Linked DNA regions of Oryctolagus cuniculus: all the other regions are linked to region 2. Evidence: chromatin contacts called from public Hi-C data. All regions are on one chromosome and are shown on one strand. Each heading gives the region's core, a stretch centred on a gene start, on an enhancer-like site or on the middle of the called end of the contact. The rest is flanking DNA. Distances are from core to core; before and after follow the strand shown.

Region 1 (4,111 bases), core at 329-2,828, 930 kb after region 2:
ATCTCCTTTAGATTTTACAAATAACACACAGGACACAGAGAATATTGATGTGGCTGGATATGTTTAAATTGATTTTTAAAAGAATATGTAGGTCTCCTATGTACTTATAACAGTGCATATGAACACATCACCAAAATTTAATAACTCAAAAAAAAAAAAAACCCTCAAAATTCCAAGGCTCCCTCCCCATCCCCAGTTGGGGAATAAGTTCTGGAAGAGCCACTGTGTGACAATAAGGCAGCCACTTCGAATTGGGTATGGCACTACTGAGCAGCAATGGCAAGGGAAATACATAAAATGCTAAATGCATCTGATGGGATTTCAGTAATCAAATATCATCGTTTGTACAGCCCTGCATTACAGAAGGGATACTTGATAGCTAGCCCGTTGCCCCTCCTGTTCCTGCAAGAGTTTTGTTCTTAGAGTAAATTTACATCCAGCCCCCTGGGGCCAGGTCCAGGCTTGTGTTTCACTTTTCATTATAAGCCATGTTTACCAAAGGTTTACAACTTGGCTGTAAGAAACCATTGGCACTGAAATTGGAAACTTGGCATGGACAGTTTGGCATAAACATTGCCCGGAAGCAGTTTTTCTATCTAAATCTGAGAAAAACAGGCTAGGTCATTTTCAAGTTATTTGTGTTATTCATGCATAAATAAAATGAAGTCTGACAGCTTCAAGCAGTTGTTTGCTTTTGCACTCCTCAAAAATAGAACTGATCCAAGAAAAGTAACATTTGGTAAACAAATACTCCGTGACAAACTGAAAAAAAATGAAGAAAAAAAGGAAGAGTGGAGTATCTTATTAAATAGAAAGGGAAAATGGAAGTATGTAACCAGTCACTTCATTTCAGAAAATAGGAATCAGGAAAGGTATTATTAGATGATTATACAAATTCCAGAGGAAAATTTAGAGAATCCCATGCATTCTGAATTAAAAGTGTGTAAACATGTGAAAGATACACTTCCAAATGAAATATTCTCTTAAAAACTCTGAGGTACACTTAACCAAACACACCAAGTAAGTAAATATACTATGTTAGGGCAAAAAAATAAACAAATTATTGTTAAAGATATGTTCTATGAGGAATGGGCTGGGGGAGAGAGAGAGAGAGAGAGAGGAGAGAAGAGAGAGGAGGGGAGAGGAGGGGAAAGGAGGGGAGAGGAGAGGAGAGGGGAGGGGAGGGGAGGAGAGGGGAGGGGAGGAGAGGGGAGGGGAGGGGAGGGGAGGACAGGAGAGGAGAGGGGAGGGGAGGAGAGGGGAGGGGAGGGGAGGGGAGGGGAGGAGAGGAGAGGAGAGGAGAGGAGAGGGGAGGGGAGGAGAGGGGAGGGGAGGGGAGGGGAGGGGAGGAGAGGAGAGGAGAGGAGAGGGGAGGGGAGGGGAGGGGAGGGGAGGAGAGGAGAGAGAAGAAAATCTGTGTCCTGAATTGAGTTTGGAAATTCAATTTGTGGGCTTTGAATTCCAACAGCCAGTAGCAGCTCTCTAAAGAGGGAAAGTGATGGTGTTGACTGCTCCCCCAAAGAACGCCTTTCTGGCAAATTTAAAAGTCAGTCTTGACGTCAAGTGACTCTTGACAACCCTCCTCATTGAGTCCTGTGAAGCGTGGGCAGAATGGACTTTCACTCTCGCAGCCCTATCGGGATGACTCAAGAGACGGGTTAGGGAGAAATAAAACCAAGCCAATGCAAACAGAAAGTAAAAATAAGTCAGAGAGGAAAGAATGTAGGATGTAGCACAATGCGGCAAGTCCGATAGGCTTGTATTCTAAAAACAAGCGCTGTTTATGGAAGGAATCATTTTCCTAGGCTTGTTGTTCAGTTGATGCTTTCAAATAGACTTCTAGCTGCTGTTTTTTTCTCCAATAAGATGCAGCTAGATTCATATGGTTGTTCTTGGCAAAAGTACTCTAGTCCTCTATTTATAAAGTATGTTTCGCCAGGCTGGATGCAGATTAATAGAATTCTATCGTTTGACAAGTGGAAGAATTTTCCACCTGAGGATTCTATCGGAATGACACCCTTTGGTCGTTATTGGTCCCAAAGGATCAGCTTGGTTCAATCCCAGGTAGCAATTCACGTTAAAAAGATTCCCCTGACACAGTTCAAAGCGAGTGGCTCTCTGGAACAATCCATGTCACTTTCTTCAGGAACGGAGAGCCCTGGCATTTGCAGCTGCAGAGAGAGTCTGACATCATTTGTTTACCCTAATATCAAGATTGTTCCCATAGCGATGTCATGGCATTTAGAATTCCAGTTTATTGCGTGATTTATAGATAAGTTTTTACATCAGAGAGAGATCATCCTCCACATTGAGAAATATTAATAAACATACAGAGTAATTTAATTGAGATGATTCTTTGCATAAGCAGAAGTAAAAGATCTAGGGAGCATTATTTGTAACTCATAAGCCAAATATAGCCTAGAATTGATTCTGTTATATTCATAAGTATTTATATCAAGTAGTGTAGACAGAGAGAACGGTCTTCTGTTTGTTGTTTTTAATAGACTGGGGGAAAATGTTTGCAGGGTAAAATAAAATTTATGCCATTGAGTATACACACATGAGTTATTTTGAAATACTATATGCTTGTCCCCTATCTATTTGGCATGTTCCCAATGAAAAAGGACTATTTGGAGACCATGATTAGAAAAAGTGGAAAACTTCAGAAGCAACTACTTACAGACTTCGGGTTTTTTGGGGGCTAATAGAGCAGTCCAATGGGGAGGGCGGCCCTGAGGCGGAAGCACAGCTTATAAAATTATTCCAACTTCTAGTACACAACCTTATTATACAACTGGGGAAGAGTACTATACTTGTGTTTGTCATTTCGACTCAGAGAAAAACAGAAAGGGCTGAAGCATGACATCTGTGAAAACAGCATGTACAACTTCAGCTCGTTCTACTTCCCACTGAAGGTGTGGCGCCGACGGTCCTTTGCCACCTTGTCGTTGTGCAACTGTGCATCCTTTGTGCTGAAATCCAGAGTATGGGAACCACAGATTTGACAGAAAATTGGGCTGGCCTGGTGATCCATGTTCCAAAGGGACTCGGTGGATCATTTCTTATTTCTTTAGTGCTACATAGTACCTCTTGGGAAATGAAAGAGAAAGCTAACCGCTGTGTTAATTCTTGGAACTGTGAAGAGAACGCGGAGGAGAAGTGGGACAGTGGAAGTTGCTTAGGTTTCAGAATTAGAAAACTCTGGGTTCATTTTCAGCCTTTGTACTTACAAGATTTGTGATCTGGGGCAACTGACTTAACCCATCAGACCCCGCAAGAAGCTCCACCAAAAAATAAGGCCACCCTGTCTACCTCTGCACATGTCATGCAATGCCTGGAGCCTAGAAGAAATTAGCCATGATTCTCTTTTCTCTTTCAGCACATGTATAATTATACTCCTTCAGCAAAATCAGCAGCCTCTACCTCTAAATTTATCCTGACTCTGCCCTGCACTGTTCACGTCTTCTTCCCAGTCACAGTCATAGTTTTCCTGATCTATGTTCACCCACTCCTAAGTATTCTCCCTGCTTCCTGTCTTCCCTACCATCCACTCTGCACATCATCCGCGTGATCCTACAGAAGCAACCTATCACTTTACTCTCTGCTTACGGCCTTGCAATGGCTTTATAACATTCTTTAAATAGGAGTTAGCAAATGCCTAAGTCACACCTGACCCCCACCTGGTTCTGACCTCTTGTCACATCCTCTCTGCTCTTTCCCCTCAACCCATTCTGTCTCCATCCTCACCCCAAGATTATCATTCATACATATTCCCCTGTCTGGAGCACTTGCCACAAAACTTCCATTGCTTTACACTTTCTGATCTTCCTCATTGTGTAAAATCTCTCCTCTTTGGCAATTTCCTGGTTCTGAAAAGTGAAAAAGCCTTCCCAATCCCTCATTCATTTCCTTTCTAGCGTTCATCTGAGTTCTGTTGTTCTGCATGTCTGTCTGTTTGTCCATTCCCCCAGAATGAAAGTGCAGGAACGCTACACAATCTTAGAGGGCAGAGCCTCCTGGAGGTGTGTGGAGCCTGAGCCACACAGGCAGATGGAACTGCCTGAATCCTTGTACCTGGTGCAGTTCTGGGTGCCAAGGAGTTGCTGAATGA
Region 2 (4,583 bases), core at 774-3,273:
CTCATCCATTGCTATTGGCAATGTAAAATAGTGTACATATTTTGGAAAACAATCTGGCAGTTAGACAACCACTTAAACATAGAGATCACATATGACCCAGCAACTCTACTCCAGGAGAGCTGAAATCGCATGTCCAAACAAGGCCCAGCCCACAGAAGTTCATAATAGTAGGTTTTCACTTCCTGGTAGTAGTCTAAATGTGGAAATGACTCTTAACGAATGGAAAAGCAAAGTGTTTTATAGCCATATCATGGCGTATTACTCAGTCATAAAAATGACACATCTAGTACAATCTAAAACATGAGTGAGAGGGTGGGCATAGTGGTACAGTGGGTTAAGCTGCTGCTTTTAACACTGGCATCCCAGTGGGCAACAGTTCGAGTCCCAGCTGCTGCACCTCTGATCCAGCTCCTTGCTAATGAACCTGAGAAGGCAGTTGAAAATGACCCAAATGCTTGGGACCCAAGTGGGAGACCCAGATGATGTTCCAGGCTCCTGGCTTTGGCCTGGCTGGGTCCCCACCATTGCAACCATTTGGAACATGAACTAGCAGATGAAATCCAACCCCACCCCGTCTGTACCAAATAAATCAATAAATCTTTAAAAACTAAGATAAAATATTAATGAATCTTTAAAATATTGATAAGAAAAATAATCTAGATACATGAAAATGAAATATAGAGAAACGATAAACCCATAGAGACAGAACCTAAATTAGCATTTGTTAGGGGTTAAGGGAAGGGGATAAATGGAAGTTGATATTAGATAGTATGGGATTTGTTTTTGTGGTGTGAATATATTTCGGAATTACATGGTTGTGATGAACTCACAACTTTATGGTTATGCTGAAAGTCACTGAAGTGTACACTTTAAAAAGGTGAATTTCATGGTATATTTTCCTCTAGATAAAAAATGAATACAAATGAACATCGTGAGACAAAACATGTACAGATGAGATAGAGAGACGGACGCTACTACCACTGATGACTATAAACTAACACATCTAGATACAACAGCAATACAATAACTTACTCCCATTTTTAAAGGAATTTCAACTTTGCAACAAAATTCACAACTACATATAAAATCATTTATTTAAATGATGTTGATTTAATGAAGCTAGGAAGTCTTTATTTTCAATTTACCTATGCAGTAGGTGTGAAATCTTACCTAAAGACTTTAATCTTAACAGACATAACAGGACTTGATATATTTGGGCTACTCTTTAAATACTTTTACCTCATATCATTGTTTCAACAAATTTTCAGCCATGATCAGTAGTTTCATTCTAATTTTGTTCTGATTTTGTTCTTCTTTTCAGTATGAGATCAGAACAGAGAACTTAATGGTTTTATTCAAGATTGTACCATAAATCAGTGATGGAGCAGTACCAGCCTCCAGACCCCCATTCTTAAACTATTTCTAAAACACACAGGAGGGAAAACTCACACAAAGAAAAATATCTGTTAAAGACTTGACAAGGACCTGTTCCCACTAGTTTCAAAAAATCAAGTCAATATATAGTTTCATCATAGTGAATTAAATATTCTTTCACTTTTTAGTAACTATTAGTTCTGTGATTGTAAAACAGAATATTCATATCATTCTGTTATTCTTTGGAAAGACATTTTGGCTCTGAATAGTTCACCAAATAAACTAGGTTATACATGCAGGATGCTAATCTGTTTTTAGAAAATAGCAAGACAGATGGAGAAGTCATTATGAATAAAAATAGATCTGTTCCTCAAACGGATTCCTTAGCAGAGGTGTTTAAAAATCGTCAAAGAAACTGAAGGCATCAGGTGAAATCTAGCCTGTTGCTCTGACACACTGTCTGGAAGTGACTAATAGGATATTGACAGGGGATTGGTTTAAGCCTGGAGCCATATCTAAGCTGGACCTCCAGTACTTTCCATTATCAGAAGCTTTTTTTGTGCCACCTAGATTTCCTTGGCTGTGCCACTGGAAGTTCTGACTGGAACTGAATGAACGCAGTGTTTGTTGGAATACTGCTGATCCGCTGACTGTAATTGGATTAACTGACATCACCCAGTGTGCTGAGCCCTGTGAAATGCCTCAGCAACCAAACTCCACCCTTGAGTCAGAGTTTGGTAATCCCTGGAGGCTCACAGACATCCACGTGTTCGGCATGACTCATGCAGCTGCTATCTGGAGACAGTTGCTGGATAAAATGCCCTAATAAGTGTATACTCATTATACTTCCTTTATCCTACCCCTCTTGGGTTATTTTGATTCTGACTAACAAAAAAGAAATAGAAAAGCACAAATGTCTTTGGAGAGAATTATAAGTCCCAATCGCCTGATGGCTTTTGTTTATAGGGAGAAAAATAGCCCAGAAACAAAGGCAGAAGTCAGAAATATAAAGGAGGAAGATTAAATGCCAGGATATTAGCACATATTTATTTGTGCTGATCTTAAATAAAAAGAAGTTTTAAATAATGGCATGTGATTTTATTGGGACTTTTGTCTCTTGTGAAAGACTGTTTGCTTTAAATTAACCTCTCGAAGGCTTCAAGTAGAGTACCAGGGTTCATGTTTCAGCTCAGTTCTTGTTCTTGATTCCAGTTTCTTGCTAGTGCATGACCTCAGAGGGAGGAGGTGATGGCTCAAGGGGTTGGGTCCCTGGGACCTATGCAGTAGAACTGGATTGAGTTCTCAGCTCTCAGTTTTGCCCTAGATAGTGGTCATTGTGGACATGTGGGGAACAATCCAGTGGATGAGGGCTCCCTCCCTCTTTCTTTCTTTCTCTCTCTCTCTGTCTCTTCTAATAAATAAAGTTTGGGGAAAAAAGGATGAATAAAACAGGAAATTGGGCTCCATTGCTCCACAGTAAGCTGAACATCAACAAGGTTTATAAATATTATTGGACCTGACATATCATCTTCTTCAAACTAAATTTAGTCTCACTGTCATAGAAACGTTAAATAACTCTATCTGTTGGAGTTCAAAGGTGCCAAACCACCTTTATCCATGGATAAAGCAGAAACAGATATGACATGAGAAAGAAGGGATTGTTGGCACAGGAAATGAGGAGAGGGCTCTGCAATCTGCAACCAACTTTGGGGAAGGGAAGTCTAGAGGGTTGGTCCTGCTAGTTTTATGAACCACTCAGTGATCAGAGTGAAAAGGAAGCCTGTGGTAGGCTGTGCCCTGGCTCTTGGGGCAGTCAAGGTGGTGTTTGTTGAGAAGTTCCCAGAAGATGCCAATACGGTGACTTGTGTGCACCCTGGGAGCCATTTTTGGGGAGCTGAGATAGTATGAAACCTTTTGACCCACAATTGCAGTCCTTTCTCTTAGCTACCAAAGCTTAACCTTTTCAGAGAAATTAAAGGAAAGAAATGGAGGGTTGGGCATGTGGCCTCGTGGTTGATGTTAAGACACCCAAATTCTACATGAGAAAATGTGCGTTCAGTTTCTAACTCTGGCTCTAGACTACAGCTTCCTGCCAAGGCAGACCTCAAAGAAAGCAGGTGGTGGCTCAAGTAATCAGGTCCCAGTCACTAATGTAGGGGACCTGAATTTCTGGTCTCTGAAAACTTATCCCTTTCAATTAGAAGACTGACTGTAAGTTAATCCATAGAAAAACATGTGTTAAATAAAAATCCATCCATTTTTTTTTTACATCAAATTTTCATGTTAAGTCCACACTTCAGAAGAACAATTGAAGGTAGTATTTGTGACATTTTTCAAGTTAATATGCACACAGTATTGGCAGTTCTATTAGAACATTGGAGACAATATAATTGTCAAAGGGATAAGACAAAGTTGAGATCCACACATCTTTCTTAACTCTTCCAATTTAGTAGCAGTGAGAAATTCTCAGCACCAGGTGTTACTATGGAGCTTTGCTAATTTCATAGAATTTCATGTAATTTATCTCATTTGATCCTCACCTCATCTCATGCAGTAGGTAGATCATCAATCTGTGACAAATGTATCTTATTAAGTCTATCCTAGGAAGACCTCAGCAACTCCATATCATAGCTTCACAACACTCTGAGAATGGCAAACAGATCCACTACCAGGCAAGAGTTACATGAAAAGAACAAATGCTCCTGTTTGAAAATGACAAGTTCCTGCTTGTAAGTTTCATAAGCTTTTCTGAATCTTATATTAGATGGATACATTCTTTTTTAAAGCAATTATACCAGGTTTTCAAAAACAGACTTCAAAAAATGGTATACAAAACCTAGACTGTTTCAATAATTCAGTATCTGCTGGATGACATCTCAGAAAATGATAAAACAGTTGTCCACATGTTAAAGCTTGGTTGAGGTATGCCTCACAGACCAGAGCCAAGCATGAAGAAATAAGGTAAAAGTAAGTTTGTTTTCAAACCAAGATTTTCTTTTCTTGTTTTCTTTTCCATTCTATTTAGTTTCCAGACAATGACTGTTGATGCAGCTATTTAAATTTGGTTATGGGTAATGCAAGACTGTATTTATCACATTGCCTACATTTTTCCTTCAAATAAGTACATGTGACTGAGTTCAGTGGGAACTGTCAGCAGCACATCTAAGACAGGAATTTGGCTTCGCCGTCTTTTGCTGACTGTAAATAAC
Region 3 (4,617 bases), core at 1,633-4,132, 820 kb after region 2:
TTTACTTTTATTTAATGAATATGAATTTCCAAAGTACGACTTATGGATTACAATGGCTTCCCCCCCATACCGTCCCTCCCACCCACAACCCTCCCCTTTCCCACTCCCTCTCCCCTTCCATTCACATCAAGATTCATTTTCAAGTCTTAATATACAGAAGATCAGCTTAGTATACATTAAGTAAGGATTTCAACAGTTTGCTCCCACACAGAAACATAAAGTGAAAAATAATAGATGATTTTTTTAAATGATGATGAAATCAGATCAGACCTATTGAATGACTACAAATTTCATAAGTACAACTTTGGGAATATAGTGATCCTTCCCACCAAACCTTTAAAAATGAAAAAAAAAAATTCTGGATATGTCATAATTTTCTTCTTAACAATAACACTGGAATACTACTGCTTAGATTTTTTTTGGCTAAAACTATATATATTATATGTATCATATATATTAAAGAATGAACAAAAATAAAATTGCTTTTCTAAAAAAAATCAATTCTATTTAGTAACCACTGTCATGTTTACATGGGGGCATATTATTTTATAGCCCACAATGTCAACATAATTAAAGATTTCCCATTGTAATTTTCTATTCTGGGGCATGGAGAGATATCTACAATATGTATTATTCAATGCAATGAATGCTATAGTATCCAACTCTATAGCTATTGAGCTCCCTGCATTGTAAGCACCATGTTAGACACTGAACTCTTTATAAAGTGTGTTGTGTGAAAGCAAATAATAGCTAGCTCATGCTGATTGGATACTTTATGTTTAGAAAGTGCTGTTTTATGTGTTATATCATTCCATGGCCATCATAACCTTGTGAAACGCACAGAGCAGCTTGTCCCAGGTCTCCTAATAAGCAAACTGAAGCAATCAGTCTCACAGCTATAAAATGTGACAGAGTGGACAAAGAGAATCCATATTTTCTTAAGATACAAGAAGGGAAATGATAATAAATTAAAAGATTTCACATGCAGTGAACATCAGGAATGAATTAGTTAATGTTTTGCCCTAGCAATGATCAGTGATGAACAGATAGACTGCTGTTAAAATAACCACTTCTTTATATGAAGTACCCTTCGGTGAAAACAACAATTTCCCTGATATTATCAGTTATCAGACCTTTAGAAAATGAAACAGGAATCCCATCAGTAAGTTGCACATGCTACACTTTTAGGACAGAAAGGATATGTAACCTTAGTGTTTTTGCATTGAAGATATTTGCGATTGTGCCAGGAGCTCAGAGCTGTAATTCATTTCCATAAAGCCCCACATGTTTTTCTTGCAAATAGATGGGCCAAACCAGCATGCTCATTGTTTGTACAATACTTGTAATTGTTTACACAATACTTGTAATTTCTTCCAGTTATGAACAATCATGTGCTGCCAACAGAGAGGGGAGTTCAAGGGATGGAGAAGCTGAACCAACTGGCTTCCAGAAATCTGAGACACTCATGCTACAACACAAAATCCAGAACTTCCCCAAAAAGGCTTTTGTGCATGTACCTGCTCAACTATTTTCTGGTGTCGGGTTCTGGACATTGAGAGGAGAAGAGTATAGGAAAGTAAACTCCAACTCTTCTCTGCCTGCTCCTTCTACCTCTTGTCTAACTATAATTCCCACGAGCTGCATGGATGCAGAAATGATGTCAACAAAATATGAACTTAAACTTCGGTCCAGAAGAGGGGATGATGATCCCAGACCACTCACCACCACTCTTACTTTGCCTCTGCTTCATCCAAGTTCCCTATGGCGAGGCTTAAGAAAGAAAGCTCAAGAGGGCTGGTAAGTAGGAAGAAAACCTACACCCATTCACTAACAGATCCCTCTGATCCCTGGGGACCAACACTAGCTCCTAGGCTGCCTTTGCCAGAGACTTGAGACTGCCTTCAACCACCATGCTTATCAGCCTCCAACAGTGAAATATTCAAACTGTGGAAACACAAGGAGCAATCCCAACAGAGATATTTCCAGAACCAGGCAATGATTTCAAGCAAATAAATAAACTCCCAAGGGATGCAGGATGTTTTCTCAGCTTGGGTCCGGGCATTGTGGTGCACTAGGTTAAGCCACCACCTGAGACACTGCCAAATCCATATGAGCACTGGTTTTGGTGCCGGCTGTTCTACTTCCTATCTAGCTCCCTGATAATGTGGCTGGAAAAGCAACAGAAAATGGCCCAAGTACTTGGGTCCCTTCCGACCATGTGGGAGACCAGGATGGAGCTCTAGAGTCCTGGCATTGGTCTGACTCTCCCCCAGGTATTGTAGACGTTTTGGGAGTGAATCAGTAGATAGAAGATCTCTCTCTCTCTCTCTCTCTCTCTGTCTCTGTCTCTGTCTCTGTCTCTCCTCTGTCTGTAACTCTGCCTTTCAAATAAATAAATACATTTTCCCCCAGAAATCTCTTATTTAAGGAATACAAATTTCATGCATTTTATAAATACAACTTTAGGAATATAGTGATTCTTCCCACTGTACCCTCCCTCCCACCCACACTCCCACCCCTTCCTCCTCCCTCTCTATCCCCATTCTTATTTTTTACTAAGATATATTTTCAGTTAACTTTATACACCTACGAATAACTCAATACTAAGTAAAAAGTTCAACAAATTGTATGAAAAAAGAGACCGTTCCTCAACAGTCCAGACAAGGGCTGTTCAAAGTCATTGCATCTCGAAGTGTTAATTTCACGTCTAAAGATTAGTTTTAGGTGCTCTGTTAGTTTCACTTGCTCTCTAGGATACATAAGTACATAATGAGCTGACTTGGTGATAGCCTCCTGAGCAGCTAGCTGCCGTTCCCAACATGCCTACGAAGCTGTTGTTCTTGACAACTTCGCATGGATGAGCCCATCATTTCCCAAAGGGAGTATCAGTCACTGCTGGTGTTTACACTCACTCCCTGTAGCCTTAAATGTGCTGCCACACCCACTGCCTCCTAGCCTGCCTGGCAGCTCTGATTTGCATTTCAGCCTCACAAGGACTCTTGGTACATCCCTGAACAAGTTGACAAGTTGACTTGGTGTTAATAATCTGGATGAACCTGTTAAAGCCATTATCACCTGACCTCTTTTCCATCATTGGCCTGAAGTTTCCACTTTTCCTATACACCCATATGCCTTTCTGACAAGACTTTCAGGTTGGCTGCCAGCTTAATGAATTGAGTTCTAATAACCATGAGAAGTTCAACATTCAAAAAAATCATCTATTTTCAATTTATCAAAGTATAAGCTGTATCAAATCATGTCTGCCTATTGCCTCATTGATACCAATATTCAGTAAAATCAATTAGACGTGAAAGAAAAAGCTGAATCTAAGATAAACGTGCAAATGGACTCACTGGGAAGTTCTCAATCCAGATGTACCTGCAACAGATGTTTCTTCATTGGCCATTCCTCCCAGGCTGCCTAATGGCAGCATCACAGCAACACTGTGAAATGGCTCTCCAGAGATGACAAATTCCACAACACTGTTTTACTCCTGACACATTTCACTTCTCAATAAAATATTCAAATATACCTTTTCTACATAAAAGGCGCAGAGAAGGACTGACGTTACTTATCTCCAAAAATACCCGCATTCATAGTAGAGACCCAGGATTCAAGAACCTGTTCCTGTTCCTACCCAGCTTTCTGTGAATGCTCTGGGAGGCAGGTGGTGGCACAAGGAATTGGGTCCCTACCACCCACATGAGAGGGAGACCTGGATTGAGGTCCAGGCTCCTGGCTTTGAGCTGGCCCTGCCCCAGCTTTTGGAGGTACCTGGGAAGTGAACCAGCAGATGGAACATCTCTCTGTCTCCCTGCCTTTCAAATAAAAGAGAATTTAAAAATACATATTTTTAAAAGGTATAGAAAAATCTTACCTAAAATGCCTAAGCTTATCATTCAAATTTTGTATTCCTATAGAAGAATGAGAAGAATGTATCCTTTGGTAATGAACTTACGGAAGCAATGGCCAACCATAAAAGGAGGGAGTTTTTCCCTACATTTTTATTGTGGAAGGGGCAGGATGAGAATAGTAGGTTCAGACAAACTTTCCTGGGCAAGCCAGACAGAGTATATTCAGAAAGACATAAGACATCATTTTAAAAATAGAAACTAGAATTTCTCTCTTCATTTAGACATTGTTTTAATTACTCTGTGCTCACAGCCTGTTAAAATACATCCAAGTGACTGACATATTTGCAGAAATTATATTTCTCAGCCTTGTGGGAGGTCTGACTGAGAAAACAATGTGTGACTGTATTTGAAAGAAAACCTTAAATAAAGTCTCAGATCCAACAGTGTAAGAAGCCAATAACCCCAGGGATGCAGGATGTCCCTCCTAGGAAGTGCAATTTCCTGTCTGTGCCCTCAGTTTTCACCTGAAAGACACAGGACAGCTCAGGGATCAGAAACTGGAGACCTTCAGCATTGTGTGAGCCACCTACCTAGTGACCTAATTATTACATTTCTGTCCCCAAATCCATGTCATCATTTCACTTCTGATTCCCACATTCAGTGCTGTTTTTCTTCGTCAGGTTTATCTCGATGATTTCATGAAATTTCATGGGATTTCATGAAAATTAAATGTAACTGTTATTCCACCCTGTTCCTCCCCTCA

The links. A called contact is a pair of places that touch in the nucleus more often than the background predicts.
Region 1: a contact with region 2 is called in a Hi-C map of psoas muscle, with 6 times the contacts expected there. The contact joins two enhancer-like sites. A contact is called at or near these places in 3 of 6 Hi-C or Micro-C datasets (embryonic fibroblasts, psoas muscle and skin fibroblasts).
Region 3: a Hi-C map of skin fibroblasts shows a contact between it and region 2, with 3 times the contacts expected there. The contact joins two enhancer-like sites. A contact is called at or near these places in 2 of 6 Hi-C or Micro-C datasets (embryonic fibroblasts and skin fibroblasts).

Annotation. Positions count from the first base shown.
Region 1 is chr13:92,691,528-92,695,638 of mOryCun1.1, forward strand. No RefSeq gene overlaps it. Among named protein-coding and RNA genes, the nearest start is that of KLF6, 140 kb to the right of the region's middle. Within about 2 kb of position 1,579, at least 4 of the 8 cell types and tissues checked have an H3K27ac peak or open chromatin away from gene starts, as enhancers often do.
Region 2 is chr13:91,761,603-91,766,185 of mOryCun1.1, forward strand. No RefSeq gene overlaps it. Among named protein-coding and RNA genes, the nearest start is that of PGER5, 1.1 Mb to the left of the region's middle. Within about 2 kb of position 2,024, at least 6 of the 8 cell types and tissues checked have an H3K27ac peak or open chromatin away from gene starts, as enhancers often do.
Region 3 is chr13:92,584,864-92,589,480 of mOryCun1.1, forward strand. No RefSeq gene overlaps it. Among named protein-coding and RNA genes, the nearest start is that of KLF6, 250 kb to the right of the region's middle. Within about 2 kb of position 2,883, at least 1 of the 8 cell types and tissues checked has an H3K27ac peak or open chromatin away from gene starts, as enhancers often do.